2 separate regions of the Astyanax mexicanus genome follow, and region 2 is linked to region 1. The links are chromatin contacts, called in public Hi-C maps. All regions are on one chromosome and are shown on one strand. The core of a region is the stretch at or near the end of the contact, and the rest is flanking DNA. Distances in the headings are between cores, read along the strand shown.

Evidence for each region. A called contact is a pair of places that touch in the nucleus more often than the background predicts.
Region 2: a Hi-C map of muscle shows a contact between it and region 1, with 4 times the contacts expected there. The contact joins the enhancer-like site here to the promoter of mosmoa in region 1. A contact is called at or near these places in 2 of 3 Hi-C or Micro-C datasets (both in muscle).

The regions. Positions count from the first base shown.
Region 1 is chr19:32,658,730-32,666,034 of AstMex3_surface, reverse strand. It overlaps mosmoa (modulator of smoothened a), which reads right to left and starts at 1,597. Exons shown (of 3, transcript XM_007232220.4): 1 at 1-1,597. It overlaps LOC103022177 (cytochrome b-c1 complex subunit 2, mitochondrial), which reads right to left. Exons shown (of 14, transcript XM_022673133.2): 9 at 6,970-7,065; 10 at 5,884-6,083; 11 at 5,693-5,773; 12 at 5,386-5,459; 13 at 4,456-4,609; 14 at 3,214-3,482. The coding sequence ends at 3,399.
Region 2 is chr19:32,699,096-32,705,550 of AstMex3_surface, reverse strand. mosmoa (modulator of smoothened a) reads right to left here. Exons shown (of 3, transcript XM_007232220.4): 3 at 1,254-4,671. The coding sequence ends at 4,487. Among protein-coding and RNA genes, the nearest start is that of nags, 13 kb to the left of the region's middle. Within about 2 kb of position 5,185, the one cell type or tissue checked has an H3K27ac peak away from gene starts, as active enhancers do.

The DNA of each region.
Region 1 (7,305 bases), core at 348-2,847:
GCAGTTCGGCTCGGCTCTCTCCGACAAAACGGACCCGAACCCGAGGCGCAACCGTCAGATCCAGTTTCGCCACATTACCGCTAGATAGCTAAGCTAACCCTCAGCTAGCTCTGGCTTCTGCGGGGATAGTCCATCTTTCCAGAACCAGAGGAGAGAATTAGCTTACATTGTACGCCGCTAAATGTGTACTTTTTAAGGTATTAATTAATAAATCTCGAGCTAACAAAAAAGCAGCAAAAACAGCTGGCGGCTAGCACCGCCGCTAAGCTAACTATCCTACTAGCTTAGCTTAGGTTGCTAACCTAGCAACAGAACAGTAGCAGAAAAGCCTTTAGCTACAAGCGAGTCGGTTCACTCGGCGGCCATCCGGGCATTCCGCTAACTAACGCTAGATCCACTCATGTAAGACCAGCCTCCTATCTGTTTGAATGGGACGAGACCGAAACACGCTAAACTGAAGGTCTAATTACTATTTCAATATCATATTTAAAATCACCAATCAACTATAACAAGCTCCTCGTGAACAGTTTGTAGAGTTTGTCTCCATAACGCACAAAAAACATGATTTTTCGTCTCGGTGTGTTTACTGCGCTTGCGCAGATCTTCCCAGCTCTGCCCACTAGCACGCTGACGCTCCGCCCCTCGAAGCGTATCCAGCAAGATGATTGGCTATTTCCGTCGAAGGGCGGGGCTATACACTTGAGCGCATGCTGCTTGCTTGAGCTTTGCGAGAATTCCCAGTCATGTTATTTCAACCAAGTGGTTGATCTCCATCCACGTCGTTAACCCTCTATAGCACGATAGTTTTTTTTATATTTGTTAAAGAGAAAATCAGACCACTTTTAGGAGCTTGTGTGGGTCCCTGTTTATATAATCACTCCACACTTTTAAGAAACACTGTTTTAGAATGAATGTCTGTGAACTTTATAATATTGTCCTGAGGCAACAAACTTAAAATCCCTGTTTTAGGATAGATAAATGAAAACAAACCAGCCAAAACAGGCTTAATTTAAATATTTATATATTAAAAATTAATCAAATAAATGTTTTTATGCCTGAAGGCAACACCATGCCATAGAGGGTTAAAACCGTCTCTATCCTGCTGCTGCTGCTTCTTCAGGCTCCGTTGAGTGAACGGCGGGCCTGCGGCGACTCGCCGCCCCAAACATCCATCCTGACAAGCGATGTAAAGGCGTGTGAGATCCCGGATGAGGTCAAATATCAGAATAACACGCCAGAGGCCGTCTCCATACGTCCAGTGAGCGGAGATCCATCCTCCTCCTCCCTCGGCTTATTCACTCCTCACACCTCACCATCCTCATATTCTCCTCTGTCCGACTCGCATCCGCAAACAGCGCAAAGCAGGCGGGCAGAGAGAGCAGACCGACCCGCCGGATCCTCCACACCGCTCCGCCTCACAAGGCACGACTCTGGCCCGGCTGGGCTCCACAACTTTCATCAGGTGTCATCCGGAAGACTGAAGTCCCTATGTTGGGGCAGTAAAACAGGCGCGATCTCCTGATCTCCTGATGCCCGAGCTCGGTTAGCTATTCCATTCTCAGATGACACGGAGCAGCAGCAGTCTGCTCGTCACTCGCTCACACATAACATAACGGGCTCTCCAGTTCTCGCGAGCTTCCGGAACAGTCCGAGGTTTGTGAGAAGAGCAGTGAGAACAGTGAAATCATTCAATCAGTCAAGTATGATAAAGTTTAGTAAAATACACTTAAGGGAGGGTCAGTGTAACGTTTATTCATTTACTTTTCTGACTGTTTGAGGCTAAATGCAAAAATAGAAAATTGTTTGTAAAAACATTTTTTAATGTAGTGCAGTGTACAAGTTTTCATAATTTCAGGAAAAATGAAATATATATACGTATATATATATATATATATATATATATATATATATATATATATATATATATATATATATATATATATCTTTTTTCCGAATTATTCAATTTTACCACCAGATTTGTGTAAAATACAGAAAAATAGACAAATCTGAAAATCGAAAGATTTTATTCTTGAAAATTCTGTTTGCAAAAGGCTGAAATGAAAAACTATAAAATTGAATATGAAATTGGATGAAAACCCATATCTTCACTAAAATTTTCACTGAATGGAAAAATATATATATTTTTATACCCAATATTCTATTATCAAGTTTAGCAGTCAGAAAATAAAACTGCTAAATGTTACACTGACCCAGAAGTAAGAAATTATACCAGACTGTGCATTAGCTAATTATTTCTCCTTGTTTGAGCTCTTGTCAAGAGACAAGAGTTTGTCATATTGCACTGTAGTTAGCTACTAGGGATGCAGAGATGTGGTAAATCTGGGCCAATGTTAATATCTGATATCACACATGTAGCTATACTAGTGCATCTCAAAAGAAATGTGAAACTCATATATTATATAGATGTATTACACACAGAGTGATCTATTTTTTTATTGTTGATTTATTGTTGATGTTGATGTTATTTAAGATCAATTGGTACTTTTGGTAGTGCACGCTTCCTCCAGTCTCTGGAACATTGCTATCTAAATATAATACAAAATGTACTGATGATGGTTAGGGAAGCATGCCATTTTAATGCCATCATGACACAGTAGCTTGTGAAATCGTTCTGTGGCCCCACAAGGAATTGTTCTTTTAAAATCTTAAAATTACTTAAAATTACTTATATTGCACTCCTCAGCATTTTCCCTTTTAACAGTTCATTGTAAGCCACCTCCTTAGGGATTCCAACCCCCAGCTAAAGCATGAGAGGAAGTAGCTTCATGGAAACTACTGTGAATCTGTCATGTTGTTGTCTTGTCCATCTCCACTGATTCAGTGTGGCTTTCCCTCAACTGCAATCCATTTGTGCGGAAGAACCAGCGCTAGACTTAGATAATGTTAATTACACCCTTCAATTATACATTTAGCAGTCATCATCAGCAGAACATGATCATTAGTCTAGCTTAAGAATGGCTGAAGGAAACATTTTCAATTTGTCTTATGAAGATCCAGGAAACATGACCAAGCTATTGACAGTAGATTATCAGTAGAGGGTGTTTGTATATTTTTGCCTAGATGAGCAACCACCTTTTAACCACCTTGACCATCTGAAACCAGATACTGTATGTATGTCTTAAGCTTAAAAAAATAAATGCCACTTTAATGCAGTAGTTCACATTCAAAGAAAAAAAACAATACAAAACAGAGTTACAATGTAGTAAGATTTTAATGAATTTACAACAGATATACAGTGAAACTGGCGTTATGTATACTTCCCACTCTTGATACACATTTGTTGTACAACAAACTTCAACCAGTGGTGTACGTTAAGAAAAACATGGTCAGCAGCAGTGGTGTGTAAATGTTGTAATACTTTAAGTTATAGTTCATCCTCATAATTCATCCACAAATGGTGTGTTTACTAGGTGTCCTCTACTCGCCATTGTCTTCTTGCTGCTGACAAACTTCTTTGCAGCCTAAAGGGAAAAGAGAAAAAAAAAAAGAATGGAGAGTCAATTGATGAGATAGTAGATTAAATGTGGAAATGACCTTGCCTGCGTTAATACCATAATATATACACACTGTACTATATACACTCTACCAGAGCTCTTCAAATCTGGATCTTGGATCCAGTTTCAAGTCCTCAACTTGCCCTGGTAATCTTCAGCAGTTGTGACACCAAGTGGCCAAACAATTACATGAACCGTTACCTTAATTTTCAGCTAAGACCAAATCCAGGATTGGAAACTGGATTCAAGGTCCATATTTGAAGACCTGGGCTATAAGCTTATATGAATAGTGTGGGTTTGGCACGTTTGTCTGCAAAATATGAATGTGTTAACTTATTTTGTACAAAGAGGGACTGTTAAAAATGTTACTACTTTGACATAGATCACTGCAAGTTTTCCAGCGGCAGGTGCAACATTATTTGCCATTTCTTTCTGATGATGTTCCAGACAAACATAGTTCGGCACAGAATGCTTACAAAGTGGGCTGAGTTCAATTTTTATTTATTTATTTTTTTTAGAGCGTAAAACTAACCATCCTTGGGGACACAGAACCGTTCAACGAGAGGCTTTAATGACGTATAAGTCTGTAGATTGGCTAGCTGGGCCAAGCTAACGCCACAGCTGCAATGTGGGAAAAGGCCTGTAAATGTGCTAGTAAAAAAGTGTGCTAGTGCTGCAGTAGTGATGTAGGATGAGGAACACTAGGGAGTATGCTCTATTTCACAAGTTAGCAATGACACCAACTGTTGCTTTATTTGAATTATTACAAGTAACTGGTTTAACCTGTCATCATCTATATGGAATGGTGCACCACAGCTTTAGTTACCATTTGGCCCTACAATAAATAAAATCTTACTTTATTACTAGTCATATTTACATTATAATAATAATAAAGCCATACGTTTTTTAAATCAAAATAGATAACAGAAAATTCACATACATTGGCAACATCACTGGATGTCACAGAGTCAATGGCCTTGGCCACATCATCTGGGGAGCTGTAAGCACCGCTGGCCAGAGCTTGAGCTCCAATCTCCTCCAGCAGTCCTTCTGAACCCTCCAAAACCATGAGGTACTCAGTCTTCAGCTGGCTCCTACAATCAAACCAGACAACAAAGGGAATATTATTTAGCCGGCCTTTTCTCCCACAAACAAGCTATTCATTCCAACAGCTTTTCTTCAGCTCTACTGTAAATTATGCAGTAGTTCACCAGCCGACGCACATTTGCAACCCAACTTGGAGTTTATTCAACACGCTCTACTGTGCGTTATAAAAATCTGAGACACAAAAAAATAATATTAAATATTTGTTAAGTATTTCATTTGTTTAAACCTTATACACATAAAAAATATGCTACTGATAAAAAAAAAAAAACTGAAAATAATGCAAAAATAAGCATTTTCACTATTTTAGACTTAACACATTCAACCTATTTTGCCACTGTCCATGATACAATAACATACCAAAATTCCCCCTAAAGGGAACAACTGGAAATGCCCACATCTTTAAAAAGTGTGAGCGAGTCGAAACCTGGCGAGATTGTGAATTGAATAGCAAGGTGAAGTAAAATATAATTTAAGCAACGCCTAAAAAAAGGCATTACCACCCACAGTAGACAGCACAGCCTGTGGTAATGATTGTGACAGGCAAAATCTGGCTAGAATTGTCCATGTGTTCAGAAATAAGCAACTCTGAGAGAAACTGAGAGACGCCACACAAGGTGTCACATGTACCACAGATTAATGTTGTGTATTTTATCTTCCATGGGATGTGGCAAAAGTCATGAAACAGAACAAAAGGTCCAGAAAGTAAAAATGAGAAAGGTCTAGTACAGTAAATTAACACTGAATCAAAAATAACGTTACTCACTTTGCTCTGATGAGGTCCTGTTCAGAAACTCCTTTAGCCACAGCGCTCACCTGGGCCATGGCAGCTTTGATGACCTATTTATTAGATTAGATTGAATGATAAGGATCATTACAAACATTATTACAATACAATTGATAATGATTGACAAGCAAATCATTATGCATTACTTAACATTAGGCTTTATTATATTTTATAAAGGAAAAAAAAATTGTATTTATTATCATAAATGTAACTATTATCATGAGATAGCCAAGCATGTTTAATATATCTCTCTGGCTTAACTCCTCTTCCTCCACACAACTCTTACCTCCTTTGCGGAGCCAGCCTGAGCGATGGTGTACAGTCCAAACAGGCCAGAGTCTGAGTATGAGATGTTGAAAGCTGAGGCCTTGAAAAGAAATAGAGCGCTACGATTAATTAGTGCAACGTAAACCCTTACATTCTCTGGATTCTAATCTGAAAACAGTCTGTGTATCACTACATCACTGTGTCACTGACATCAAAGGGTTGCGTGGTTGCCTTGGCGATGCCCTGGCTGAGTTTGCTGGAGATGCTGGAGCCTCTCTTAACCTGAGGGCCAACTCCCAAAAGCTGCTGAAGCACACTAAAGGCGTTGGCTTCTGCTGTGCCGCTCGCAGCCCCCTCACAGGCCAGCAGTGTGTGCGTCAGCGAGTCTCCATTCTGAACCCGCAGCTCACCTACACAGACACACACACACACACAACACAGACACACACAGGTTACTGAACCACCTTGTTGGATAAACAACTGAGTTATTACAAATTACAGTCCGCTCAACCCAGCAGGTAAGCGGCCTTAATTTAACTTTGAGAAAATAATGCACAATTCTAATATTTCGCATTTTTAACCAAATGTGTAAAATATACAAGTATAAGAATTGTACAAAGAAAGGCATGTCATGTTGTAAATGGCGAGTAATTACTTTTTACTAAATAACTAATTTACTTCAGGTGCTTATTAATTTAACTGCACTGCTTAACAAGTTAGGAGCCGGTGTTCTCCAGAAATATTATCTAGCACAATTAGAATACTGTTTGAGTCCTGCAAAGCAAAAACAAACAATGAACACTGACTCTGTTTATAGGACTTTATTGTATTATTATTTATTTTATTAATAGAGTCTATTAGTGTCAATGTTGGTCAGTATTATAAGTCAGAGAAATTTGTCATTTTCCACCAGAAGAGTACACAGTGTCAAGTTTTCAAAATAAATAAATAAATAAATGTATCTGGCCCCCTTAAAGGAGAATTATGGATTATATTTTATGTAGTAACTCATAACATGATCAAGATGCATGTATTCACTGATCAGCTACAGAGTAATACTCGGCTTTGCTTGCCACTGTGTGTCAATCTGGCAACCTGTGTGAGCTTTGCATCTGGGGAGGAGCGGTAACCATGTAAGCATTTAACACATTGCACACATTTATTACTGACTGTTCCTTTAACAATTGAATGTATACAATACAGCCTGTTCCCTGAAAGGAGTTTTACATCCCTGTCCTAAATAACAACGCAGCGTCAGCAAGCACAAAGTCAGAGTTTTATGTAAGGTAGCCTCACCTCCATGGTAAATAGCCTTGTCTCCTGAAGCTCCTGCCCCTTTATGAACGTCAAAGAACTGCTGTGCCACTTGCTTTAAAGCAGAATGGCTTACTCCTGTAAGAATAGAACAAGAAAAGAGAAACAGGAAGAGATGAAATTGTAGAAGGATAGAAAACCTATAGCCTTCTCACTGTATCGACATTAAGACCAACGCTGCACCACTGCTCCGGAAATATGACATCTAATACTCATACCCCACATTCACATTCAGAACAAGCCATATGCTCACGTACATTTATGCAAACTCATTGACTTTCCCTTTTAGGAAGGGGGAGGGGATATAAACTGAATGTC
Region 2 (6,455 bases), core at 3,936-6,435, 36 kb before region 1:
ATCCCATGGTCCAGTGTAGCATTCTTTAGATACCATGGGACATGGCAAAAGTCATGTGACACCGTATTAGTTCTTGAGTCTTGACATTAGGCATGTCAGTGAATTGTAATAAGAATCAATCAAATCCTAATGATATTATAGATATACATGTATACGTCTCGTCTACAGCAGGCAGATTACTGTTAGATTAGATTTCTATATTTAGAGCTTGAATACAGAGGAGGAACATTAATAGGGACTTGAAAAAGTTGATCACCATCCGTCTGCCAGTTGCTCTTCTCTTTTTCTCTCTCTCTCCCTCAACCCTGTGATTACCACACACACAGAACGGTCTGTTAACAAGAGAGCACTCAGACACCCAGCACTTAGCCTGTGATCATCATCTAGCAGCACACAGCATTCAGAACCACCACAGAAACTGTGCTCAGACAGTAGCTTGATAAATGGTGCAGGGGACACTATGTTTAGGAATCATAGGGCATCTTACAATATAACATTATCAATATTACAATATCAATGCTTTAATTATTCCTCATGGAGGGGGTTCCAGATGGTTCAGTAAACTAAGGTGCAGCCACTTTGATTAGGAGATCGCTGGTTCGAATCCCAGTCATGTAGCATGCCATCAGCTGCCGGAGCCCCGAGAGAGCACAATTGGACAATTGGCCTTGCTCTATCTGGGTGGGTAGATGGCGCTTTTTCCCCATATCACTCCAAAGGATGATGTTGATCGGCACAAAGCGTCTGTGAGCTTTGTGCTTTGAACCAAGTCACTGTGCTTTCCTCCGAGTGCACTGTGATGCTATTCGGCAATGCTGCATCAGCGATGGTTGACTTCACATGTGATGGGTGATATACAGTTTAACGCGTGGGATAATTTATTTATTTTTTATTTAACATTTTTTTTATTACACCTCGAGGTGGCGCTAATCTAAAAGGTAAACCTAGTGTGAAAAATATTGGTTGTAAAATTGTGTAAAACTAACATTTGCTTATTTAGGAGTATTTTATATAAGAGTATCTCTTCAGTAACACAGATGCTTTGACATATCATGGAGATTAGGCATGGGATATATCGACTATCACAGGATTACAGTTTTGCGGTATCACTGTTATCGTGGGCAGCGTTTTGTAATAATGTTGTATCGTGAGATGCCCTGTGAGTGTACTCCCATGCAATAAAGATGCAGCAACTACCAAAGGTGCATACATTAATGCGTCCAGCATAAAAAAAAAAATCTCATTGACAATCAAACAGTAAGGCTTTTTAATGCCTTTTATTGTATACAGTGAAATATCGAAACAAAGTGAAGCAGAAGAAAAACAGTTGTCTTGCCAGTAATATGAATCTGTAACAGTAACTGTGCACAAGGAATGCTAAATCATTCTTTGATAGATAACACTTATTCATATATTTGTATTCTTCCCTTTTGTAACCATAAATAATACTATTCATTACCCTTTAATGTAAAGTCAATTTTTATTTAGCTTTTAATTACAGGTTTGTTTTTCTTTTCTTCCTAAAACCAAAGCAGAAGTAGAACTGAGATGAGAGTATGTGATGTCTATCACTCCTGCCTTTACCTATATACCATACCCCTGATACCACGCCCTGCAGCTTATTCTTAATACTGAGTTCCTATAGAATTCCTATCACATCATATATTTTGCCAACTCTGCCGGACCAGGAAAGCCTCATTTTTCTGGGTTTAATACGAATGCAGACCGGTGTTAGGCATTTTCTCTATTTTTGCCCATCCTTTCTTGAGAACTATGCAAATACTTCCAGGAAAGAGAGGCGCTTTTATAAAAATGCTTATGATAATATTAAATAAAGGCTGTAAAGGCAATTGTTGATGAAATGATTTTCCTTAGATAAATGTTTGATGTCAAAGTTTACAATGTTTTGGGCCGCTGTATATATAAAAAAATTGTCTTTAAGAGTAAATCCAAACATTTAATACCATGCCAAAAAATAATACAATGTCATATTTCCTAAAAATAAAAGTTGAAATATTTTGACATGAAAGTTATATTTCCATATTTCTGCAAAGAGTGGCAATATTTCAAGTTAAAATCCTCCTATTTTGAACAAAGTTATAATATTACAACTTTTTTAATATTATTACTTAATTATACCAATATTATGAATTTATTTTCAAAATATTAAGACTTTTCTCTCAAAATATTACAACTTTATTCTCAGAATATTACGACCGTATTTTTAAAGTATTAAGACTTTTCTCTCAAAATTCCAAATTTAATCTCAAAATACTAAAACTTATTTTTTTTTTAAATATTACCATTTTATTTTTTAAGTATTCCTATTTCATGAATTGAATATATTGACTACCCTTTAAATCTCTAAATATTACAAATGTATTAATACGATATTACGGCTTAATTCTCAAAATAACAGTATTTTGATAATTAAGCCGTAATACTGTATTAATAATAATAGAATAGAATAATAATATAATATAATAATATTATAATAATTTACTTTTTTAATATTATTCCACATTTCTGTAACTCTAGCTGTAACATTATTATTTTTATTTCAACAGTGGCCCTAAAACACTGTGGTAAAGGTTGAAAACAGTAAGAGCAGTAACACATATCATGAGGAACTGGGGGGCGGGGTCAACCTTCATTTGAGAACATCCATAATCAAACATCAAAATCATACAAATAATTCTCAGTTCCAATTTACTGTCAATATACATACATACTCTCTCGCGTATGCACAGCTTTAAAATAGGGATTCTTATACTTCAAAAACTGAAGATAAACAAACAGAACTGATTTTCGCCAGTCACTCATTTACTTCACTCACTTAATCACACACACATTCGACCTTTCCTGTTATTATTCAGTGTCAGATAAATAATTTGTTGCAATGATCACAGCATTTTCTTTTTTAGCGAAATGTTTCTGACCAAGGCAAGACATAACGTACAGGGCACACACTGTCGTGGTTAGCGAAGAAGGGAAAAAAAATTGAGCTTGAACTACAAAACAATGAGGTAAGGAGTTCTCTCTTTTTTGTACATCTGCAATGTGGTGCTTCACCTACTAATGGCTATACCTCACAGTGCTCCCTATAACAGAGTCCTGCCCTTAGTATTCATTCATTCCAAACAAAACAAAAACAGATTAATGGCACGTTAACAAATGAAAAAAAAAATCAAAAACAACAAATTCAACAGAGTCAGAATTACAAATCAAGACAACAAAAGGGTGATCAGGTTAAAAGGACAAAGCACTTCTCTGATTCGCAGTCTCTTGTTCAGTCTCTCTTTCCGATGGACTGAATTAATGATGTCCGGTATGCACTAGTATGCACATGAGGGCAGATAGGAGAAGTTCATTTTGGTCACCAGATCCAAAGGCGTGTCCTTAATAATAATAATAATAATAATAATAATCCATAATCGTATGTATGCGAGTGTGCGGGTAATACGTTTCCCAGGCAAGAAGGTTTAGCACAGTGAGGCACGGCCTCACAGGGTCCTGACCGGCAGTCCTAGTAGTGCTTTTGTCTTTTGTCATTATGTGTTTCTATCAAAATGTGCTTAAATTTCAGTGAAATTCAGTCGAAAATTCAAATACTGCTCCCTTTTCTCTGGGATCTCAGGCTGGGGCGCTTCCGTTGTGTGCAGCATCCATTCAGACTGAAGGGGGCACTGTGGCTCCTCTCTACGGGCACTGTGGCCTGAGCAATTCCCCCATCCAGCCCCACTACGGGGAAAGAGTGAAAAGTGTGGAAAGGGTAGAAAGGGTGGAAACGAGCTCCAAAGAGCTCCAGCCTCAGGGCACCTCCTTCACTTGTGGTGCCACAGCCTGGAATTTTTCACAGCAGCCAGTCAGTCATTCCTCTCCAGGGGGCGCCATATCCGTATATATAAAACTACAAAGATGGAGGAAACGTGTGGGACATGGAAATTGAACAAAAAAAAAAGGAAGGAAAGCCATGATGCATGTTGTTCAAAAGCATCTCAAAGCTGCAGGACATTTGCGATTCCTTCACCATGTCCACAGCCGGCGTCCTCCAATCCTCCACCACTGCCACTCGCTCCCATGGCCTCCCAGGATGATCCTAGGATACTAGCTCTAGGATAGTGACCTCTGAAGTGCAACATAAAAAACAGGCTGAACAAAAACTCCATCCAATAAGCTCAGGTTGATTCTGGGTATAAAAAAGGAAAAGATGGGCCGAGACCCCTCTTATAGCTTTGCCAGCTCAGCACTGAGTCCATGGTCATGGTCATGGTCATTTCGTTGGTCATTTCGTGAGTTCTTTGTTGGTTAGTTGGTTTTTCGGGTTATTCAGTTGATCAGTTGAGTCACCATCATCCCAATCACCATCAGTATCCGACGATGCCCCTCCTCCTCCTCCTCCAGTGCTCCTCGAGTGCTGCTAGTATTCCCGTTCCTCTTTGCAAACAAAAACAAATCCCCGGCTGACCCTGGACTATTGGCGCCCTCATCCGGGCAGGCACACTTTCCCTGCGAAGAGCAGCCCCACTATCGTGAAGAAGATGGACAGCACAAAGAGCACGTAGGAGGAGCCCACCACGGTGTTATTAGGCAGCTTATAGGGCTGCCCACCCACTTCGTTAATGTAGAATCCGATGGGGAAGATGAGCGCCGCCATACAGAACAAGATCACTGCGGAGACAGAGGGAGAGAAACAGAAGAAAACAGACGGTTTAGAATCCAAGCATTGAAAGCATCTCAAAAACATCTCAAATATTCAGACAGTCCATCATTCAACACAGGACTAAGTCTTAGGAGAGAGCAGACCGAATCTCCTAAAAAGAAAGAGAGAGATAAAGAGAGATGGAGAAAGAAAGAATGAGAATGCAGCATTTAAATCATCTGCCAGACAACAGTTTGCTCTTCTGACGGCAAACAAACTCCAGGAATGTCGGATCTGGACCTGCAGTTCTTCAGACCTCTGACCTCCTGCATTTCAGCAGGAGCCTTTCTCTGTGCCGGTCACTCAGGATATGCTAATCTACACCGGGCGCAAAAGCTTTTAGAGAGGATTGAGGATCAGGAGAATGAGAACGCAGGATTTAAATCATCTGCCAGACGAGAGTTTGCTTTTCTGACGGCAAACAAACTCCAAGAATGTCGGATCTGGACCTGCAGCTTTTCAGACCTCTGACCTCCTGCATTTTAGCCCCTTCGATCTTTCGGCCGCTCGGGATAAGCTAATCTACACTGGGCGCGAAAGCTTTTAGAGAGGATTGAGGATCAGGAGTCGCACAAAGGAGCTTGAGTGGAGACTCAATTTAATCTCGGCGCCCATTAGCAAGATAAAAGCGTCTTTCAGGAAGCAGCTAAGCTACAATTAAACACTTTGGCCTTGATGGGAGAGTGGCACCAAGAGAGGGAGAAATATACACATATACACATATACACACCTAAAATAACCAACCAAACAAGCAAGCAATGAACACAGCATCCTCGGAACAAAAAAAAAAAAAAAAACAAAGTGTGTTTTGTAAGGCACTTCACTGCTTCAGTCTCTTCAGACACCGTGGCGAGGAGGAGGAGAGGAGGAAGGGAAGGAGAGGAGAGGAGGTCTGAAGGACTGAAGGTCATGCTTTCACCAGTGTGTAAAAGAGCCACTTCCTGCAGTAGAGTATGCCGCCTGCTGCAGCACTGGCTTAACTGCACAGGTAGCACAATCACAGCTCCACTGAAGAGCACTTTCAAAACAGACATCCTCAAATCAGAGCGCAATTCATTTACAATCAGACCACTACACTAGAAACTACCCAGAACAGGCAATTCTGAACAGCATACAAAATGAAATACATATGGGAAGAAAATTGCAAAGGAAAATCACACAGAGGCAGACTACAGACTTTGATTTTGAGACAGTGCACAGCGGGATTGGCCAGCAGACTTCGTCTGACTGAGGGATCTGTACCTACTGTCTGTGACAAGTTAACAGATGTTTTGTGCTTCTATCACATTTGAGCACGAGCTAGCTTGTTTGTTCTTTGCCTTTTAGGTTGGATCACATTCTCCCCACAAACAAGCCGCTTCAGAGTTTACTTGGAACCGAACAGAGACCACCTCCTCTTGTGGGTCTTGGTACGGTTGTTTTGGTCCTTACCAGTGTGCGATTACTTTTTTTCACACGTGCTCTAACAAATCGTATGAAACGCATCAAGGGTGCAAACAAACCAGACCTGGACCAAATAGTGCTGGCAGAACGGGATTGGCCAGCATACTTTGTCTGACTGAGGGATCTGTACCTACTGTCCGTGGCAAGTTATCAGATGAGAGAGATGTACGTAATTTTTAATAATGTCAAATTTAAGCATGAACTACCTTGTTTTGTGCTTTGCCTTTACCACAAACTAACTCCAACAATGTTTAACACTCATTGGGGGGGGGGGGGTGTGACAAACTGGCAAGAATAGAGCTGGTAAGGA